Linked DNA regions of Mus musculus: all the other regions are linked to region 6. The links are chromatin contacts, called in public Hi-C, HiCAR-type, HiChIP or PLAC-seq and promoter capture Hi-C maps. All regions are on one chromosome and are shown on one strand. The core of a region is the stretch at or near the end of the contact, and the rest is flanking DNA. Distances in the headings are between cores, read along the strand shown.

Region 1 (2,700 bases), core at 11-2,510, 1.8 Mb before region 6:
GGCCTCAAATTCAGTTCAGAGATCCACCTGCCTCTGCCTCCCTAGAATTTTCTACAATTCTTTTGTTGATGTTTATCTTTTTGTTTTGAAACAGATTTTTTTATTTTTTGGTTTTTCGAGACAGAGTTTCTCTGTGTAGCTCTGGCTGTCCTGTAGACCAGGTTGGCCTTGAACTCAGAAATCCGCCTGCCTCTGCCTCCGGAGTGCTGGGATTAAAGGAGCGTGCCACCACGACTTACAGTTTTCTTACAGTTCAGACTGGCATTGAATTTGAGACATAGCTCAGGATGATCTTGAACTTCTAATCATTCTGGCACCTCCCAAGTGCTGGGTTTGCAGCATGGGCCACTATACCCAGTTTATACTGGTGCTGAGGATAGAACACAGGACTTCCTGCATACTAGACACGTAGCTCTCCACCTCCACGTCTTCTATTTCTTAAAGATTAATTTTGGAGTGTGTGTGTGTGTGTGTGTGTGTGTGTGTGTGTGTGTGTGTGTTTTGCAGGCCATGGGTGCTGCAAAACAAGAGCTCCTTTTCTCTGTAAGAGCAATATCTGAATGTTGGAATCACAGAAGTGCAACAATGTGTTTGGTGCTCTCGCTCCTCCCTCCTGTCCTTTCTTTTTTGTTTTCTTTTCTTTATGGAGACAGGGTCTTGGTATGTTATCAGGCTAGCACAGCTGCTGTGCTCAAGAATCCTTCTTCCTTGCTGGGTGGTAGTGGTGCATGCTTTTAATCGCAGCATTTAAGAGGTAGAATGGGGGCATGGGGGAGAAAGGAGGAAAGGAAGAAAGGAAGGAAGGAAGGAAGGAAGGAAGTTAGGAAGGAAGGAGAGGGAGAGAGAGAGGAGAGGGAGGGAGGAAAGGAGGAAGGAGGAAGGAAGAAAGAAAGAAAGAAAGAAAGAAAGAAAGAAAGAAAGAAAGAAAAAGAAATTAAGAAATTCTCCTGCCTCAGTCTTCAGAAAAGGTGAGAGTATGATCAACCACCCACGCTGAGCTGTTAGAAGAATCAGTTGGAACTGTTGTGGGTTTTGGCGTATTCTTTAAAACTGAAACGGCAACCAATCTAGCTTTCGATATCTTAAACTCGAGTTGAGTAAACGTAGCGCTAAGACCTTGCAAGGGACACGAAAAGGCAAAGGGGTGGAAGGGAGTGTTGGGGGGAGGGACAGACACCCGGAACTCAAGGACTAACAGGCGGAGGAGGGATTTCACAATAGGACCGGGTGGGTTGGGATCAGCGAGGGACCGGAAGAACGCTAGAGGAAGCTCTTTCTCCGCCATGGCGGGGCCGGTCAGCTTGCGCGAGCTGCTCATGGGGGCGTCGGCCTGGCTGGGCTCTGAGAGTCCTGGAGGCCCCTCCGCTGAAGGCGGGGGAAACGCGGCTGGCACGCCCGAGCCCCCGTGGAGGGAGGATGAGATCTGCGTGGTGGGAATCTTCGGCAAGACGGCTCTGCGCCTCAACTCCGAGAAGTTCTCTCTGGTGAATACTGTGTGCGATCGACAGGTTTTCCCACTCTTTCACCATCAGGATCCTGGAGATCCAGGAACTGGAATCAAGACCAAAGCTGTCTCTGTCGGAGAGGCGGGAGGAGCCGGAGACCCCGGGGCTGCAGCCGGGGATTCACTTCGCGGAGGTATGGCTACGGCGGAAGGTAACCGAGCTGAGCCAGGTCCCCAGGACTTCAGTCTTTTGCAGGCCTATTACAATCAGGAAAGCAAAGTTCTGTATCTTATTCTCACTTCCATCTGTGACAACTCACAGCTTCTGCGTGCTTGTCGGGCCCTCCAGAGCGGTGAAGCCGGAGGGGGCCTCTCTTTACCTCATGCAGAAACACACGAGTTCTGGAAGCATCAGGAGAAGTTACAGTGTCTCAGCCTCCTTTACCTCTTCTCTGTCTGTCATATCTTGCTCCTGGTCCATCCGACGTGTTCCTTTGACATCACTTATGATCGTGTATTCAGAGCCCTGGATGGACTGAGACAGAAAGTACTACCCCTCCTCAAAACAGCCATTAAGGATTGCCCAGTTGGCAAAGACTGGAAGTTAAACTGCCGACCTTGCCCACCTAGACTCCTCTTCCTCTTTCAACTCAATGGGGCCCTTAAGGTGGAACCGCCTCGGAGCCAGGATACAGCTCATCCAGATAAACCCAAGAAGCACTCTCCCAAAAGAAGGCTGCAGCATGCCCTGGAGGACCAGATCTATAGAATCTTTCGCAAGAGTCGAGTCTTGACTAATCAGAGTATCAACTGCCTCTTTACGGTACCTGCCAACCAAGCTTTTGTGTACATAGTCCCCGGAAGCCAGGAGGAGGACCCAATTGGCATGTTGCTGGACCAGCTTAGGAGCCATTGTACCGTGAAAGACCCAGAATCGTTGTTGGTGCCCGCACCCCTTTCTGGACCTAGGCGGTACCAAGCGATGAGACAGCACAGCCGCCAACAGCTCTCCTTCCACATTGATAGCAGCACCTCGAGTTCTTCAGGCCAGCTAGTGGATTTCACTCTTCGAGAATTCCTGTGGCAGCACGTGGAGCTGGTCCTAAGCAAAAAAGGTTTTGATGACAGTGTGGGCAGGAACCCACAGCCTTCCCATTTTGAACTGCCCACTTACCAGAAGTGGATCTCTGCAGCAGCAAAGTTGTATGAAGTGGCTATCGATGGGAAGGAAGAGGACTTGGGCTCCCCCACTGGGG
Region 2 (2,700 bases), core at 5-2,504, 1.6 Mb after region 6:
AATAAAAAGCTCCCTTAATTTCACTTAGTTCCACTCTGCTCCCTTATCCGTGGTGAGCTGCTCGGGATTCTTTTCCCCTTTACATCCTTAAGCCCCATATTTTTCTCTTACTGTTTGGCCGCTTGCTTCTGCCATTTGCCAATATACATAGAAAATCTCTGATTATGCGTACACTTGTATGCGTTTTGTTTGTTTTTTGTTTTTGTTTTTCCAATAGCAGACTCTGGCAAAGAATAGTCTGGAATGGGGCTAGAATAGAGGAAGATCAGTGAGAGACTAGGGAGAGAAGAGTGTGAACTGAGAAACATGTTTGAGACAGACTGAAGAATTTTAATCCAACAGGCTCCAGGGTAAAGAAAAGAAGCAGTGTGCATGCCTTGTGTGTATTTGGGGTGGGGTAGGGTAGAATGAATAGGGGATTAGGAGTATGGGAGACAATGTATTCATCTATACGAGCTATCAAGTTTGAGATGCTCGCAGGTAGGACTGGCTCAGGGGTTCTGGGAATCAGTGATATACAAGAGCGGATGTGTATGAATGAGATGATCCTGACAGGAGAAGTGGAAGCAAACGAGAGCTAGTGCCGAAACAAAACAGAAAATACAGGCCTTACGACAAATTTAGGTTCCAATCTAGCTCTGCCATTTGCCCAAACCGTGACGCTGGATCTCTTGTGAGCTTCAGTGCGTACATCAGCGAAATCAACTAAGACTACCCTCGCTCCGACATTCCCGGAGTCGCTCACCAGGGATGGCAGCTGAGGGCGTCAGAGCAGAAGCCTTTGAAAAGATGCTGGCTTGCAAGCTTTCAGATGGAGGGCAGAGAGATATGGCACGGACCGAGGGAGAAAGCCAGCCTGGAACTAAGTCATCCGGGACGTGGGTGAGAGCCGGAGGGGCCGGAGGGAGGAACCAGCCGTTGTCCGGGCAGGATGAGGCGCGCCGCCTACCTCGGGGGCCACGCCGCCGCCCTCGCTGTAGTTCTCGGAGATGAGCTGGTCGAAGAGCAGGTGAATCTCCATGCGGGACACGGTGCTGTCATCCGGCTGCAGCGCGCGGAGCCTGGCAGACAAGCGGCGGAACCCATCGTCCTGCTCCGGCGACAGTTCCCGCGGGGCCTCTCGCGGCTGCCCACAAGGAAGAGAGGCGGCGACCTGCACCGCCGCCATTTTTCCTCCGTGAGAAAGCCTGGGAAATACTTCCGGGGCACCGCTTGGGGCAGGGCCTGGGTGTGTGCTCCAGTTCCGGAAAGCCATCATTTGAACTGTAGGTTGCAAGTCGTTCTGTGATTAGGATAGGTAAAAGGCAGCAGAAATAAGGCCACCCACCACCCCTTACCCTCTCAGAAAGTTTGCTCTTGGGCAGGGCTGACGTTGCTAGAGTTTCAGATTCTGGCTGGAGTTGGAGAGCACTCTTCTACATGGCAGTGACAGAAAAGTGAGCTATATGGCTTCCTTCTACTCTTGATGTTCTGATAGGACACAAGCTGGAGTTATCACAGAGAAAGGAGCTTCAGTTGGGGAAGTAAGTGCCTCCATGAGATCCAGCTGTGGAGCATTTTCTCAATTAGTGATCAAGGGAGAAGGGCCCCTTGTGGGTGGGACCATCTCTGGGCTGGTAGTCTTGGTTCTATAAGAGAGCAGGCTGAGCAAGCCAGAAGAAGCAAGCCAGTAAGTAACATCCCTCCATGTCCTCTGCATCAGCTCCTGCTTCCTGACCTGCTTGAGTTCCTGTCCTGACATCCTTTGGCGATCAACAGCAATGTGGAAATTGTAACCTGAATAAATCCTTTCCTCCCTGACTTGCTTCTTGGTCATGATGTTTGTGCAGGAATAGAAACCCTGACTAAGACAAAAACTTAACGTATTGACATTAGTAGCTTTTTCACGATTAGGATTAGATAACTGAGAGGAACAGTTTAAAGGAAGGAGGATTTATTATTATTATTATTATTATTATTATTAATTTTTTGGTGCACTATTTTAGGTGGTTTAAGGCTATGCTTGACTGAATCTGCTGCTTTGTAGTAAAGGAGAATGATCGTGACAGCAGGGGTATTTGGTTGAGGCTTCTCACCTAAAGCAACCAGGAAACAACAAGAAACATGTCAAGCCCAGGACAAAATACCCCGTTGACCTATCTCCTCCAGCATGGCCCCTTCTTCCCAAACAGTACAATCAACTATGGACCAGGGAGACGTGTCATATTCAAACCATAACAACCTCCAAGAAAATAACTCAAGAAGTGTTGAGACTTTTACATTAATGATTTATTAAAAGAAACAACTCCTTGTCCCACTCCACTGTGCTGCTTGTAATCTCCATACATGGCCTCCATTTTCAACTGTTTTCTTGGTCACAGAGCTCCAAACAGACACATTTTTTTTTCCAGGTAGAAGCTATAGGAAGAAATGAACAGTAATCAGGGAAGATGGCCTTTGAGAAAATTCTTTGTTGGAGAAATAGATATAAAAATTATACACGAGACCTGCTGTTTTGGGTACCTGGCTACTGCCCAGAGTGCAATGAGAAACATTAGATCTTGATGCTGGAAATCCATAGCACCATCAGAAAGCCAGAAAGCACTACAGGTGGGCTGGATAGATAAATACTCTGAACATGAACACTTTGGTGCTGGGGGCCAGCCCCGGTGGGGTCTTCTTTCTTGTTGGTTCTCCTTGAGGTAGCAGAGGGGGGAAGAT
Region 3 (2,795 bases), core at 54-2,553, 1.7 Mb before region 6:
TATGTATTAAAAACAGCTGGGTGGAGTGACAGGTGACGTTTTTGAGTCACCCGGGGATCTACCCAAATACCAGCCTGGGTTTGTGTGTAAACTGCTGCCAGATAGGAGACCAAAGGTTCCTGGGCCTCCTTCAGCACCCCAACCCCGCATGAACTTTTTTTTTTTCTCTTTTTCAGTAACCTGGCTAGCTTGGACCGATCTAACCAAGAATGACCTTAAACTTCTAACACTTCCCAAGCCTTGGGTTATAATTGGGCTATAAAGCAGAGAACCACCTTGTCCAATTACCTTGTGTTTTTTTCTCTTCTAAAATAGCAATGAAAACATGTATTTTGCCCCAACACCATTCAGAATCCCAGTGTCTTAGAAAAAAGGGTGGGTCTGCCGTGTCTCCCCCGCCCCCCCCCCCGCAGAAATTCTTTTATCAAATTGACCTGTTTTCCGGTAGGAAGACTCTGCCCCACTCCACCCACCTGGTGCCTCCCTGGACTTCCCGACTGTCATGAGTTTATTTTTTAACCCTCTCTTCCTTGAAAAGCACCACCCCACTGACCCAGAATGCCAGTTCCTCCCTTTTGGTCACCTTGACTACTCTTATTGTATTTTCTGTTGCTAATAGACCTCACTAACCATTAGCAATAGGGATCCCAGTTTCTCTATAGTCTTTCTCTATGCTCTTCCACTCTCAGTACTGGGGATCCAACCCAGGGACTCGAACACACCAGACAACCCTTTCCTAGTTTTAATTAGGAAATTTCGAGCAGGGCAGAGGAAATAGAGAATCTCCGCTTCTGAGCAGGGCATGGGTGGGCATGACGAGACTGGTACTATCTTACTAAATACACCTGCCTTGAACTCTGCGGGTCACTTTTAGTAACTTAGGCTCTGGGTCAGGAGTGGCTTAAAAAGTGGAGCGAGGAATTACTATCTAGGTTCTCAAAACAAAAGCACTGTAAATCCCACTTCCCAACATAACCCCGGGTCCTGGGAATCCCAGTAAAGCCAGACAAACAGGCTCCTATCTCAGAGAGCTCCCCCACTCTAATCACCTCTTCTCCCAGCCCTGCCCGCCAGCTGCCAGGACTGGCGGGACCCAGACCTTGCCACACTCCTCGCACGCGCGCCCCGCCAGGGCCGAGGGGCGGGTGGGGGTTGGGGGCGGGAGGCAGGGAAAGCAGGGGCGGAGTTCCGTCCTCCAGTGATTGGCTCCTGGCGGATGGGCTGCGGCCGTGCAGGGCCAACCAGTGGCGTGTTGCTATGTGCTGAGCCGATGGGATAGGCGCGGGGGCGCGTCTGTCACCCGGCAAGCCCCCAGCCCGGATTCGGAGGGATGCGGAGCGGCAGTGGCGGCGGCGGTGGCGGAGACTGTGGCTTTAAGAGCGCGCAGGGAGCGCTAGAGTCAGCCGTGCAGTCCTTCATCGCCAAGCACTCCGGAGAGCCCGGCGCTGGCCGGACCGGGCAGCCTACCGCCAGGTATGAGGGATCTCGAGCTGGGCTCGCGTGGGCGTGGGGCGCATTCCGCTCCAGTTCGGGCTGTGCGCCCTGGGGACGGTCGGGCTCCTGGGCTGCGTGCAGCCGGGCTCGGCTGGGGCGGTGCTGTCGCGGTCCCGAGGGGGCTCCCCGAAGGTTCCCGGGGTGCTAGGGGCGGGGAACGGGTTGCTGCAGCCACGTGACCGGTTTGTTTACAAACACTGGCGCGCGCTCCGGGTTCGGGACTCGGCGGGTGGCGACGAGCCGCCTGGCAAATATGGGGACCCAGAGACCTGAGCGCCAACGCCTCCCTTGTTCGGCGTGACCCACCCCCCACGGATGGCACCCGGCGGCACCCGGCTGTATGGTCGATGTCTCCATTGAGATAGTTGGGTCTGGGGCACGTCGCCCTCTAAAGTCCCCGGAGCGCTTCGGCAGCCCCAAGCCAAGGGAACCACAGCGAGTTCCTGCCTGGACGCTTCCCGGCGCCTCCCCTGCGGCCTTGCCAAGGGGTGGGCACGAACTCTGTTGCCAGACTCGCTGCGGGGGCCTCTGCGGAGAGTCCCTCCCGCAGCTGGCTCCTGCCTCTCTTCCTGCTTCAAGTTTACCTGCCTGGTTGCTGACTCCCTTCGGGTGATTTTTTTTTTTTTCCGAAACAGTGGAACCTTACACCCGTCTCCTGGCTGGCACTTAGGGGGAAGCACTGTTGCTTTGGACCCCTCGTGCAAAGAACTGCCTGCCACCTCTGACTTCACTTTTACCCACAGTTTTTAAAAAGCTGAGCGAGCATCCTCCGGTTTGCCTAGCCTTCCACGGCCCGGCTGCTGGAAATGGCAAATGCGCCGGAGCCCTGCTTTTTGGCTTCCTTGTTGATTTGTTGTTGCCACGTTGGAGGGTCTTTGAGCCACTGAGTTGGAGTCCTATTAGTCTTTTGTTCCTCATGCTTGTCTTCGTTCTCGCAAGATGGGCTCCCTGTCCAGAGCACTGAACAACAAGCCTAGGGATTACTTTTCTGAACCCCATTTACAGAACATTAGAGGCACAAAGGAATTACAGTAAACCTCATGCTTGAGGCTCTGCAGTAGTCTGCCTGGTTTGGGGGTTTACAGGATCTGGTCAGTAAGATTGGGTTGCTTTTCCTTTTGGCACACACTGCTGTAGGTTTTACCTGAGTTCAGTCCATCAGCTTTCTTAGCATTTGATATTCTTATCTTTGAGGAAGTTTCACTCTCTTTACATCATTTTGTAAATTCTGTAATTTGTCAAAAATAATGGCTTTATTAGAACATTTTCATACACATATCTCATTGTGACTGGTTCATACT
Region 4 (2,803 bases), core at 149-2,648, 1.8 Mb before region 6:
CCACGCCGGCACATCAATGCACACCCATGCACACACTAAATAAACAAACATTTGTAAAGATATCGTGATTAGAGGCAAACTAATTCAGAATCTGAATTTCTGTCCTGATGTAATCAACTAATTATGTGAGCCTGAAAATCTGCAGCCACTATAAATGCGAGTGTCCCTATTGACATTAAGTTAATAACTAAAAAAAAATTGAAAACAGGGAAGTTTACCCACGTCTATTTTTACTCCATTCCAGAAAAATTAAACCCTCCTAAAACCAAGAAAAGTTTACAAAACCTTCACACAACTTTCACAAGAGCAATTAAGTAGAAAATTACTGATGGTCATAACTGCAAGACCAGGTCCTGAGAGATGCGGACTCTTAACTGGCTTTGGGAAGACAATAAAACCATGGGGGTGAACTGGGTTAATCTCAAGAGCAATGCTCAGTAAGTTATCCCTTATTTTTAAAAAGCAAAAATCATGTAGTACTTTAGTCTCTGAACGGTTCACGCCCCCCAGCCCCCAAGCAATCGTTTTGATGATTCTAGCCTTTATGGAAATACCCCAATCATGAAATCATCTTACAAGAATCAATGCTGGAAACTACTAGTCTTTAAGTCAGTCGAGTGTGAGAGAGGTGTGTGTGTCCTACAAAATGAACCGCTGAGGGTGAAAAAAATGTTTAATCATGCAGAGCAAGTCGTGGCGAGAAAGCAGGGCAAGTCCTTCCGATGAATTTGCAATTTTGCTCTAGAAAGGCTCAGCCTGCAAACAGCGACGAGAGCAGGTGCCAAGGCATCGCTGGAGCTCCGCAGCACCTGACTGCGGAACAGATTCAGCACCGGGCATGCTGAGGGCTGGAAGCACTACCGCCGGGCCAGCCTCCCTCTCCGCGACTCGCAGAGGCTGCCTCCCACAGGGAGGGCGAGCGCATGGGGCCCCGGATAGAAAAGGAGCCCAGCCGCCACCCTCCGTGATGCCCCTCACCTCCACACTCTGCTCATCCATTGCCTCCGGCTCTCGGCGGGGCCCTCGGCGACCCTCGGAGTCCGTGTCTGCGCTGTCAGGCGCCGGCCCGAGGTCGCCAGGTCAGCTGCGCTCACCTCAGCAGGCTCCCACAACAGTGCCACCTCCGCGCCCCATCCCGTCGGGTTCCCCACCGGCTACCCCGCATTTCGCCATTTTTTTTTATCCGCGCGCCAGCCCTGGGGCGGAGAGGGAAGGGCTAGCGGTAGCCGCAACGCCTTCCTCCCGCCTCAGCAGCTGGCCTGCGTCCGCGTGGGAGCCCTGGCCCACGTGACGCCGGCGCGCGCGTGTGAAAACCGCCGCGGGGCCCGTCCGGGGCGGAACAGGCGCCACAGAGAATTCGCAAACACCAACGGTAACCAGGGCAGCTAGAGGCGCGGCAACGGGGCGGACGCGATGCGCACGCGCACTCGGCGTTGCGGGAGGGGAGGGGAGGGGCGGGGCGGAGCGGGGCGGGAGGAGAGGCGGGCGCCCGGTTCCCGCGGTGCGCGCAGCACACGAGACTTGGAGAGGCGGTGCCGCGGGGAGGCGTGTCGGGCGTCGGCGCGGTGCCCTTCGCCTCGCAGATTTTACCGCCAGTGATGTAGGCTCCTTGGTGCGTCCTAATTGGAAGAAGCCACGCTCCCGAGTATTAGGAAGGGACGGAGAGTCTTATTTGCGTTCCCATTGTTTGTGGGTCACCTAAGGAGACCCTGGAGCCGGGAACTCTTGCTTGGTTAGTGTTTGCTTTCCGCCTCTGGGAGGAAACGCAGACTTTAAGCTTTAAAAAAAAAAAAAAAAAAAAAAAAACTTAGTCCCCCTCCATAGTAAATGCATTTGAAAGCTCCAATTGTAATGGACCGGCGATTTCTCTTGACCTGTTATTTTGAGACAAGGTTTCTTTAGTTCATGATAGACTGGACGTATAGTGAAGTCTCCAAGCTTCCTGGAAGTAAGGATTGCAGGGGAGAGGTACCACGTCTTCTCATTTTGGTGAGACAATTGGATCCACATCCCACCGACTAAGGCTTTCTTGCAGCTTGAGTTGTTTTTGCTATGGGGACTAACAAAGAGTCTAGGGAATCGCTTCTAAATTCCTTCCAGAAGAGACCAGTTAGGGTGCAGAAATTGAGGGTATGTGAGACAAAAGGCGTTGGTCAAATACTTAAATCTTAATTCTTCTCTTAAGCTTATTACAAAGTTATTTATGAACCCAATCCAGAGAATTGATAATCTAGAAAGAATCTTTTCGTTACTAGCAACATTTTTTAAAAATTATATGAACTATAAACAAGATTTATGGAGGTAGGACGGATGGCCCAGAGGTTAAGAATACTTGCTACTCCGGGGGAGGACCACTCTCTAACCCTGCCTTTGGTCTCCAGCCTATACTCCAACTCCATTCTGCCCACCTAAAACACCCACACTCACATGCACATATATTAATATAACCCAAAATAATCTACACACACATAATTTAATTAAGTAGAGATAGAATATGCTTTCACAAGCTGGGCATGGTGGAGCACTCGTTTAGTCCCAGCATTTGGGGGACAGAGGCAGGTGGAGTTCCAGGACAATCAGGGATACACAATGACACCGTGTATTGAAAAACCAAAAGCAAAAAAGGCTTTCATTTCAAACCACTTATGGTCTTTGAACTAGATGCAGGCTGATAGTTGCAGAATAATTTTACTAACGTGTCCTGAATTGTACCTTTTTGCTGATGTTCCCATGTCACCTGCACTGACCTAGAACTTGCTATAAAGCATATGCCAGCCTTCAACTCCCTCCTTAGCCTCTTCAG
Region 5 (2,767 bases), core at 72-2,571, 1.4 Mb before region 6:
ACAAAAGATGGGGGAACAGAGAACCTAAGACCAAGAGAAGTTAAATACAACAAATGTTTGATAGCTGCCTGCCAGGTAGAATTAGGAGTCCTCACAATTTCTAGGTTGTAAAATAAGCAAATCAGATTTGGGGAAAGTTAACGTCTCTACATAGCGTCTATTACAGGATGGGTAATATACTATTCTATCCAAACTGCTAAAGAACCAGACAGGCTGTCATTGCTACCACAGTTCTTTCTTTTTGTGTTTCATTCTTGAGTTTTGTGCACCACTCCCTGCTGACTTTTAAAACTTTAAACCTTCCTCTGAGTTATTTAACTCAACTTCCACCCACTGCTCACCTGACCTTTCTCACAGTTTGCAGTCTCCTAAGCAAAACTACCTATTTGCCTGGAAATATGGATAATATTACACACACGTACATAGTTGGCCCTTCTGTCTGTCCCTATGCTGTCCAATGTGGTAGAGATTAGTGTCACAGAGCAACATATGGCTAAATATTCTTGATCTGCCTTTTCCTGGAAACGGCAACTATGCCTTTGTTTCCAAAGGCTATTACTGACCACCTTGCAACCATGTCTTACTTCAGAGGGTTGTTATGACCAACTTATGTTCACTTTCCGCTGCTATTAACACTGTTTATATGCCAAATCCCCCATTTGGAAACCAATACTCCTGAACTATAAAAATCCTTATTTTCCCCATGTCCAGTGCTGATCTCTTGAACACTGCCTTTTGGGAGAAATAGTCCGTGTAAACGAATAATAATAATAAAAAGTTTGCTTTAATTAATCTGGCCATGATTTGGGTCAGTGGTCTTCCACTTCGAATCCATGAGATTAACAATAGCTTCAGAGTAGAGCGCTTTGCTCACCATGCACAACGTGCATGCACCGCAATACCAATAAATAAAAATACTTTTGAATCCATCTTTAGAATTCTTTTCCTTTTCCAAGCTGGGCTCAACAATTCGAAGACGGATATTTAAAATGTATAGTGTGAGGCCTGTTCTCCATTTTTTTCACGCTAGGGTAGCGTATCAATGCCACCTCTAAGAGGAGGTGTTGCCAGCGACTAAAATTCTGGGTTCTATCTTGGCTTCTTCCAAAGGTTTGCAGAGTAGGCAAGGCAGGCAGCAGCCACGGGGCGGAAGACAATTTATGAAGTAGCTAGGGGGAGGCCGACCGTGGGGTAAGATGATAAGATGCTTTTCAGTAGAGCCATTAAGAACTACACTCCTCTGCACCGTCCTAGAAGGAGTCGAGACTTACCTGGAGCTCGTCTCGCTCACCTCGCAGGTCTCCAAGCCAGAACAAGGAACACGCTTCGCGCGCGCCACCTACTCCTTCCGGGTTTCCTGAAAAACTAGTTCCGGATCAGAAACTACGAAGCGCAGTCATCCTTCTTCTTGTCACACCCACAGAGCCCGAACCGAGAAAGCCGAACCGAAATCCCGCGAGGAACCTCCCGGTGGCCGAAAGGAGGGGGTGGGGGTGGGGGAACGTTTCTCTTTTGGAGGCGGGCTCCTTAAAGGAGCCGGACCGGAAGTGACGCGAGCGAGTTCCGGTTGGCTGGAGCCCAGCGGCGGGTGTGAGAGTCGGTGTTGTGAGCCGCTTCCAGGATCCTGCGATCCGGAGAAGCCGGGGTCTGAGCGGGTAGGTGAGCGAAAGCGGGGAGTCCGGAGCCCAAGCCGAGCTTTCCCACAGCTCGGCCGCTTCCGCAGCTCCCGCACTTGGGTGATGCAGACGCAGAACACGCTGGTTTCCACTTGAGATGGCTCAGGTCACTGCTGACTGGCTGTGTCAGCTGGCGGTGGCCAGGTTATGTGGGACACCTCTCCGCGCTTGGTTACCGGGACATTGAACCCAGACACTCGCGACAGTTCGTTCCAGACCTGGAAGCCGGCTTTGGCTTTCTCAGAGAACCTCACTCCCGAGCTGTCCAGAGCCTTGGGTTAAATGAAGAGGGTCTTCGCTGCTGCTGATTCTCAGGACCTTTCAATGGGTTTTTCTCCTCCCGGGCCACTAGCGCAGTATGCTAAGTATATCTCCGAGAAACGAAGGTATTCGGGTGTACCGACAGTGCAGAGTAGTCAAAGGAAGGGGTCATTACCTCTCAGAGTTATTGCTGTGGACCCACTCAGCTTTTCCTAGGACTGTCATTTAAAAAAAAAAAAAAAAAAAAAAAAAAGAGGGCTCTCCGCTTTTTCCAAAACCTTGATCCCCAACATTTTTATTTCCCCGCAGTGGAAGTACTTGCAGCAAGATAGGGACTTAAAGGTCTTTACGATTCCAAACAGTGTATGGGCTTAGCGGGTTAGGCAGCTATGGGTTGCTTATGACCTCCAGTTGATTTTATGTAAACATCTTTTGCTTTTCTACTCCAGCAAAGAATCCAGGAATGCATAGATCGGCTGTGTATGTGTCTATTGGCAATGTCATTCCTTACCTTTCAGTTCTTTCTTGACGCTTGTGAGAGGTTTCGTAGACAGATTGATCATTTAGAGAACCTTTTCCAGTGTTTCTCTTGGCCTAATGAAGAATTTAATTCCAACTGTTTTAGTTCATTTTTTGAGATGGGGTTTCTCTGTGTAGCCCCGGCTGTTCTGGAACTTGCTCTGTAGACCAGGTCCACCTGCCTCTGCCTCCCGAGTGCTGGGTCCGGCTATATTCCAGCTGTTATTGTCTGAGAATTGTGTTGTCCTTGGGTCTGATTTTAGGGAAGAAGCTTATTTACTACGCTGTATTTTTGTATTGGAGGTGATGTT
Region 6 (2,704 bases), core at 93-2,592:
CACACACCAAGAAGTTAACACATGCCCCTAACATGGAGCCAATTTAATATTTAACACGTTGCACACCTTTCTCATAAACAATTCAAGGGATTACCCCAAAACACTATCACAAAAGTAAGTTGCCTATGTTACACTTCAGCCCTTCTAAATTGACTTACATCGAGCCAGAGCCATTCAGGTCAATCTGAAGAAGTGACACCACCGGTAGGAGGCAACCAAGAGGAACAAGCCCAACAAGAACAAAATTATGACAGATGCTAAGGGAACGCTCCAATTCTTGCCACCTCCTGCTTCTTTCACCTAGCCCGTGTAGAAACGTTTCTTAAATTTATCCCTCGGTTACAATCTGGCGCCGGCATTCAAACACTTCTGAGCGTGCTGCTACCAAAGTGAATTAGCGAAGGGAGAGGGGAGACTGTTGCCCCCTGATCGTAGGAGGGAGGAGATAATGCAAGGAGCGGTTGCTGGGAGACAAGCCATCCTAGCGTTTCCGAGGCCACTCGGTGTGCCTAGAACTCCAACCATGACAGTCTTCACTCGCATCCCTTGTTGGACAGCGTCGCTTGATGGATAGCGCTCTTGGTACCGGGGAGGCCCACGCGGTGCTGATGCTATAAAAAGCCCAGGGGGATAAGGGGAGAAAAGAAAAAAAGAGGCGGGCGGGGAACTTACCCAGTTTCTTCCACATGGCGAGGTGACAGGCGAGGAAACCTTTGCGGATGGCAGCGCACACCTTGGCGGGCTCGGACGAGGTGAAGCCTTTCTGCTTCTTGATGAAACCCCACAAGTGCTCCCGGGCAAACTGTGCCGCCTCCCGACCGCCGTGCCCGTCGCACACTGCAAAGAAGGCCACCGAAGAGCGGCGGCGACAGCAGCGGCCAGCGGGTAGCGAGGCCGCGGCGTCCGGGGCAGGGTCGCGGGCCGCCGCCGGGCCTTTTTCCGATGGCCCGACGCCGGCGAGAGTGGGGGTCGCCGGCAACCCGAGCGCCCGCCGCGGTACCGGCGCCGGCTTGTCCTCCGCAGCCGGCTCGGGCTCCACCACGATCTGAGTTACGTCCTCCATGTACTTCCTCCCGCCCTGGTCCGAGAAGACGCTCACTCCCAGCGAGTACAGCCCCGCCATGGCCGGCTGCCCGGGATCCCGCCGTTCCCACGCAGCCCGCCGAATTCCGAGGCGGGAGACACACTCGCCGCTCGCCGGCCAACTATTGTTTATCTTCGACGAAGCCGAGAGTGAAGAGGAGGCGGTCCCCGCGGCGGTGGGGGGGGGCGCGTGATGTCGGGACTTGTCCGCGAGAGCTGGGCCGGTCGAGTCGCGGGCGAGAGGAGCCGAGCAGCTGCGCCTGCGCACTGAACTCGCTCCCCGCCCGCCCGCGCCCACCATACAAATCAGACGTTCTTTCCCCCCCTTTCTCCTGATGACGTCACTCGGCTCGCTGAGACAGACCAATCAGGAGTCAAGAAGAGCAAGCTCGCCCCCGCCCTCCTTCCACCCCCGCATCTCTCTGCAACCGCTGATCTCGCTCGGCCCGCCGACCGGGGGAGCGCGCTCCTTGCCCGGTTTGTTTTCTCCAGCCTAGGGCTTCTGTACCCTGGGGGTTTTCCGCTGTTACTAAGCGGCTGAAGCCTCAACCTGTCATCTTTTTTTCCCCTTAAATCCCTAACGTGAGACTTCTGGCTTTTCCCCTTTGGTCCTTTTGCAGAGCCAGTTTTGCCTCCCGCGATTGTGGAAAATTTGCAGAGGTCAAAGGTAGACTTGACCTTCCACTTATTTCAAGCGAAATGGCGCGAAAATGCCCTGCAAAGTCGTTGGTCCGTGCGCTAGACCAGCGTAGCACGCGTGAACTGGCTTGGGTGGGACTTGTCCGGCTGGGAGTTAAGGGAAGCAGTCGGGTTTACTTAAGAAGACTTGGAATTTTCCACCGCCAGTTGCACAGCCCTGTTTTCCGCGATAACGTTAGGTCGGAGACCTGTCGGCGAGTTTAATTCCTAACACTTTACAGCCCTTTTTTTTTTTTAAGTATTTTGCATATTTCTTCCTCTTTTCAGCGTCGTTAATACTTTTTCGGACTCGTCTTGAATACAGCTATTACTGCAGAATCTAAGTTACCGTTTGGAAAAGGAGCATACAACAGGATCTCCATGCCCTAAAGACACGGTTATTTCCCTCCGTTCACAGAAGTTGACAGTCCCAACAACAAAATGAATGCTTTTAGACTGATTTCCACGAAATTGAAATAAGTTCTCGAGTGATCAACTTAATATTTTCTTAGCACCATATTCTTTTGAGGGAGTCAACGTGTTCCTTTATTATTTTCTGTACAGCCTTTGAGATTTCACAAAAAGCGTAATGGAAACTTATTTACAGCAGCATGGGAAATGCAAACAACAAGGAAAGGCTTTATGCTGGCCTGCCTTTCAACAACAGTTTCTATACCTCCCAAGACAATTCCTTTTAAAATTGTCATTAAATATTTATTTCATTTTCATTATGTGTGTATCTCTGTGGATGTTGTGTGGAGTCCCAACCCTCCGCCTACAACTGGAGTTACAGGTGGTTGTGAGCCAGATAGGCGCTCCAAACCAAAAAGCAGTGCAGGCTCTTAACCACTGAGCCATCTCTCCACTCCCCTAAAACAGCATTCTGAAATAACTGGGCCTTAACTTTTTTTAATTACTTTTTTTTTATGTACATTGGTGTTTT
Region 7 (2,700 bases), core at 113-2,612, 1.8 Mb before region 6:
AGAGAACACTGATGGAGAATGACAAGGCCACTCGGCTGGACGCTCAGTGCACTCCAGCCTTGCCCGCAGCCGCTGAGGGCCTTCGTCCAGGGTTCTCCTTGCACAGAGGAAAGGAATTGAGCATCTAGGAAGCAGAAAGCCGGGCCTGGGGCAACGCCGCTCGCGCCCCGGGAAGGAGCTCCAGGCTCGGTCCCCGCGGCGGCTCCTCTCCCAAGCCGCAAAGAGCCCAGTCTGCGGAACCGCGGGCAAGTTTCTCGTGCAAGTCTAGCATCTTCTTTCAGACTGTCCCAGCTCGCCTGCGAGTAGGTGCATGGTGGACTTGAATTTCTCCGCGCCCCTAGACTTCTGCCCCACCTCATCCTCCATCCCCCTTTTCGGGAGACGTAAACGACCTCTCTCCTCCTCCGAGCTATTAAAGACCGTTCCAGTCACGCTTGGGCAAGGAAGGTAGAAATTCGTGAGGCGGTATCTGTGCCGGGCGCGGCTCCTGGAGCCGATGAAGGAGAAAACCAGGACCAGGGAATTACAAAGGCCCCACACCCTCAACATCTCCCGCCATTTCCCTCACGAGTTCCCCGGATGTAACCCCTTCCCCCGCGGCGGTTAAGAGACCAAGGCGGCGGTAGCTCCCGTAGGTGCAGAAAGAAGGAACTCAATTCAGGTTCCAGCTTCCACAACCCAGTTTCAGGAGACTCTAAAATGCGCTTCACCTTCTAGGCCATCGGTGGAGCACATTAATTACCCAGTAGGTTTCCTTCACTCTCCACTCACCATCAGTTCCAGCTTATCGACCTCCGCCTCCATATTGAATAGTTGACATTCCTCAGACCGCTGAGGCGCTTAAGCTGTAAGCCGTGCTAGCACTGAGGCCCTCCATTGGACAGCTGTCACTCAACGTCTTGCGCTCATTGGCTAGTACGTTCCATCGGCGCCCGCCCATTGGCGCCTGGGTAACGCCCCTCGTTATAAAACGCACTTTCCTGTTGGACAAAGACACAAAACGCCGCAGGGGGATTGGCTGCTGAATATATGAATTTTTCCATTGGCTGCCTTATGGTCCCTACTTTCAAGTTCATACTTGGAAAAGAGTTTGCGATTGGTGTACTCGGAAGCAGCAGCAGCCAATGACATAAAAGCTTCCACTGCGGGCCTAGGCGACGTGACACACCTCCTTTTCTCTCCGGCTTCCCCGCCCCTTCTCGCCCGCCTTTCCTTATTCATACAAGAAGCGCCTCAGTTCCGATTGGCCAGGATGTGATGCTCTTTTGGCCAATCGTAGTCCAAGCTGTGCTTTGATCCTTTCAAGACAACGAACCCTGTAGAGACCACGTCTACGATTGGTCGCTCGTCGGCAAAGATTTAATTTTGAAATTTTCTTTATGGTGTGGAAGAGGCTTAGGCCCGAACTTCGTCTAATCCCCAGGCTCTTAGACTAGTAAGTGCAACGACGTTTTTTCTCTTTGTTACCTGGTCCCGTCTTCCGTTACTCGAACTGTTGATGACTGGGTTCTTATGGAGGTGGGGTCTTGAGCTGGACAGGGAAGGGAGATGGAGCAGAAAAGGAAAGGTTTCGGGCAGGAGAAGAGCTCCGCTGGCAACATCTGAGACACATTTTTTATTTAACACTGCAATATATAGTTTGAAGTGATTGCCTTTTTGCTCAGTCTTTGTCGTAACTTTTTGCTTCTCAAAGGGGGCCCACCGACTGGCGGTAATTGGCTTCTCTGGGCGCTAGCGAAAAATGCAAATTATAGGAATCTACCCAAATTTCCTATCACAATGTTTATTTAACCAGATGCTCTCCCCAGCCATTCTTCAGCGCATTTACGTTTATGGAGAAGTATTTTATGTCAGGTAATTTTACAGTGTTCCATGATGCAAAATGACTTCTGACATCTACTTTAAAAGTATACCCCTTTTACTGTGTGTCTAGTAGTGTGCTGGGTAAGACTAAGGACCTGTGGTCACTCTGAGAAAGACACAGGGAAGAACCGGGTGGGGTTGGGGATAGCAATGCTTCACGACTTAAAACAAAATTGACTATAGGACAATGGCAGAGATCATGCTTCAGCATTCAAGGCAAACCAACTAAACTGATGATGGAAATTAAATTGACTAGAGGGGGATGTAAAACATGTGTTTTAGAATAGTGATGATGAAGTAAATCTGTCACTTATGCTGCTGCTACAGTTTTAGAAGTGCCCCTGGCCAAAGACCTTTCCATATAACTGATGGAGTTCTTAAAGAACCAGCAGTGTCAACTCATGAAGAAGACTAATTATATTGTTCTGAGACAGGAGCTTGTGTATCAACAACTAACCCAGACTTTTTTAAATTTTATTTTTTCAGATAAGGATGTATATTTAAATATAAAACAGAAATATTTTAAGTACTATTAAGTGTTTCAAAATACCTGTCTTTTTTGTTTGTTTGGTTGGTTGGTTGGCTGGTTGGTTTTGGTTTTTCGAGACAGGGTTTCTCTGTATAGCCCCAATTGTCCTGGAACTCCCTCTGTAGACCAGGCTGCCCATGAACTCAGAAATCCGCCTCCCTCTGCCTCCCAAGTGCTGGGATTAAAGGCGTGTACCATCACTGCCTGGCTTCAAAGTACCTGTCTTAAAACAAACCTTTCATTTTGGGTAATTGTATAAAGCCTGTTAAAGTTACTATAGCCCCATAGTCTATTAGAAAAAGTCATGG

Evidence for each region. Promoter capture Hi-C pulls out the DNA fragments that hold promoters and counts their contacts. A called contact is a pair of places that touch in the nucleus more often than the background predicts. HiCAR-type assays count read pairs that join an accessible place to other places. HiChIP or PLAC-seq counts read pairs in DNA pulled down with a chosen protein or histone mark. Capture Hi-C pulls out chosen DNA fragments and counts their contacts.
Region 1: a promoter capture Hi-C map of liver shows a contact between it and region 6, with 4 times the contacts expected there. The contact joins the promoter of Smg8 here to the promoter of Ppm1d in region 6. A contact is called at or near these places in 2 of 39 promoter capture datasets (hippocampal neurons and liver).
Region 2: a Hi-C map of B cells shows a contact between it and region 6, with 5 read pairs. The contact joins the promoter of Heatr6 here to the promoter of Ppm1d in region 6. A contact is called at or near these places in 1 of 39 promoter capture datasets (pre-B cells) and 1 of 484 Hi-C or Micro-C datasets (B cells).
Region 3: a contact with region 6 is called in an H3K27ac HiChIP or PLAC-seq map of microglia, with 5 times the contacts expected there. The contact joins the promoter of Ypel2 here to the promoter of Ppm1d in region 6. A contact is called at or near these places in 3 of 39 promoter capture datasets (hippocampal neurons, liver and pre-B cells) and 1 of 115 datasets of contacts at active chromatin or transcription factors (microglia).
Region 4: a promoter capture Hi-C map of adipose tissue shows a contact between it and region 6. The contact joins the promoter of Trim37 here to the promoter of Ppm1d in region 6. A contact is called at or near these places in 3 of 39 promoter capture datasets (hippocampal neurons, liver and pre-B cells) and 2 of 9 other capture datasets (adipose tissue and liver).
Region 5: a HiCAR-type map of astrocytes shows a contact between it and region 6, with 2.7 times the contacts expected there. The contact joins the promoter of Ptrh2 here to the promoter of Ppm1d in region 6. A contact is called at or near these places in 3 of 39 promoter capture datasets (hippocampal neurons, liver and pre-B cells), 1 of 115 datasets of contacts at active chromatin or transcription factors (astrocytes) and 1 of 9 other capture datasets (adipose tissue).
Region 7: a contact with region 6 is called in a promoter capture Hi-C map of pre-B cells, with 4 times the contacts expected there. The contact joins the promoter of Prr11 here to the promoter of Ppm1d in region 6. A contact is called at or near these places in 6 of 39 promoter capture datasets (the 3T3-L1 cell line, the C10 cell line, hippocampal neurons and 2 more) and 2 of 9 other capture datasets (adipose tissue and liver).

The regions. Positions count from the first base shown.
Region 1 is chr11:87,085,337-87,088,036 of GRCm38.p6, reverse strand. It overlaps Smg8 (smg-8 homolog, nonsense mediated mRNA decay factor (C. elegans)), which reads left to right and starts at 1,260. Exons shown (of 4, transcript NM_024262.1): 1 at 1,260-2,700. The coding sequence starts at 1,284.
Region 2 is chr11:83,752,191-83,754,890 of GRCm38.p6, reverse strand. Heatr6 (HEAT repeat containing 6) reads right to left here and starts at 1,254. Exons shown (of 20, transcript NM_145432.3): 1 at 950-1,254. The coding sequence starts at 1,168. It overlaps Wfdc21 (WAP four-disulfide core domain 21), which reads right to left. Exons shown (of 3, transcript NM_183249.2): 3 at 2,245-2,397.
Region 3 is chr11:86,992,270-86,995,064 of GRCm38.p6, reverse strand. It overlaps Ypel2 (yippee like 2), which reads left to right and starts at 1,303. Exons shown (of 5, transcript NM_001005341.3): 1 at 1,303-1,473. Gm51915 (a long non-coding RNA gene) reads right to left here. Exons shown (of 3, transcript XR_003949754.1): 3 at 728-2,722.
Region 4 is chr11:87,125,670-87,128,472 of GRCm38.p6, reverse strand. It overlaps Trim37 (tripartite motif-containing 37), which reads right to left and starts at 1,398. Exons shown (of 24, transcript NM_197987.2): 1 at 979-1,398. The coding sequence starts at 999.
Region 5 is chr11:86,682,628-86,685,394 of GRCm38.p6, reverse strand. Ptrh2 (peptidyl-tRNA hydrolase 2) reads right to left here and starts at 1,321. Exons shown (of 2, transcript NM_001098810.3): 1 at 1,272-1,321. Vmp1 (vacuole membrane protein 1) reads left to right here and starts at 1,559. Exons shown (of 12, transcript NM_029478.6): 1 at 1,559-1,655.
Region 6 is chr11:85,309,892-85,312,595 of GRCm38.p6, reverse strand. It overlaps Ppm1d (protein phosphatase 1D magnesium-dependent, delta isoform), which reads right to left and starts at 1,342. Exons shown (of 6, transcript NM_016910.3): 1 at 673-1,342. The coding sequence starts at 1,123.
Region 7 is chr11:87,107,376-87,110,075 of GRCm38.p6, reverse strand. Prr11 (proline rich 11) reads left to right here and starts at 1,362. Exons shown (of 10, transcript NM_175563.5): 1 at 1,362-1,435. Ska2 (spindle and kinetochore associated complex subunit 2) reads right to left here and starts at 815. Exons shown (of 4, transcript NM_025377.3): 1 at 772-815. The coding sequence starts at 804.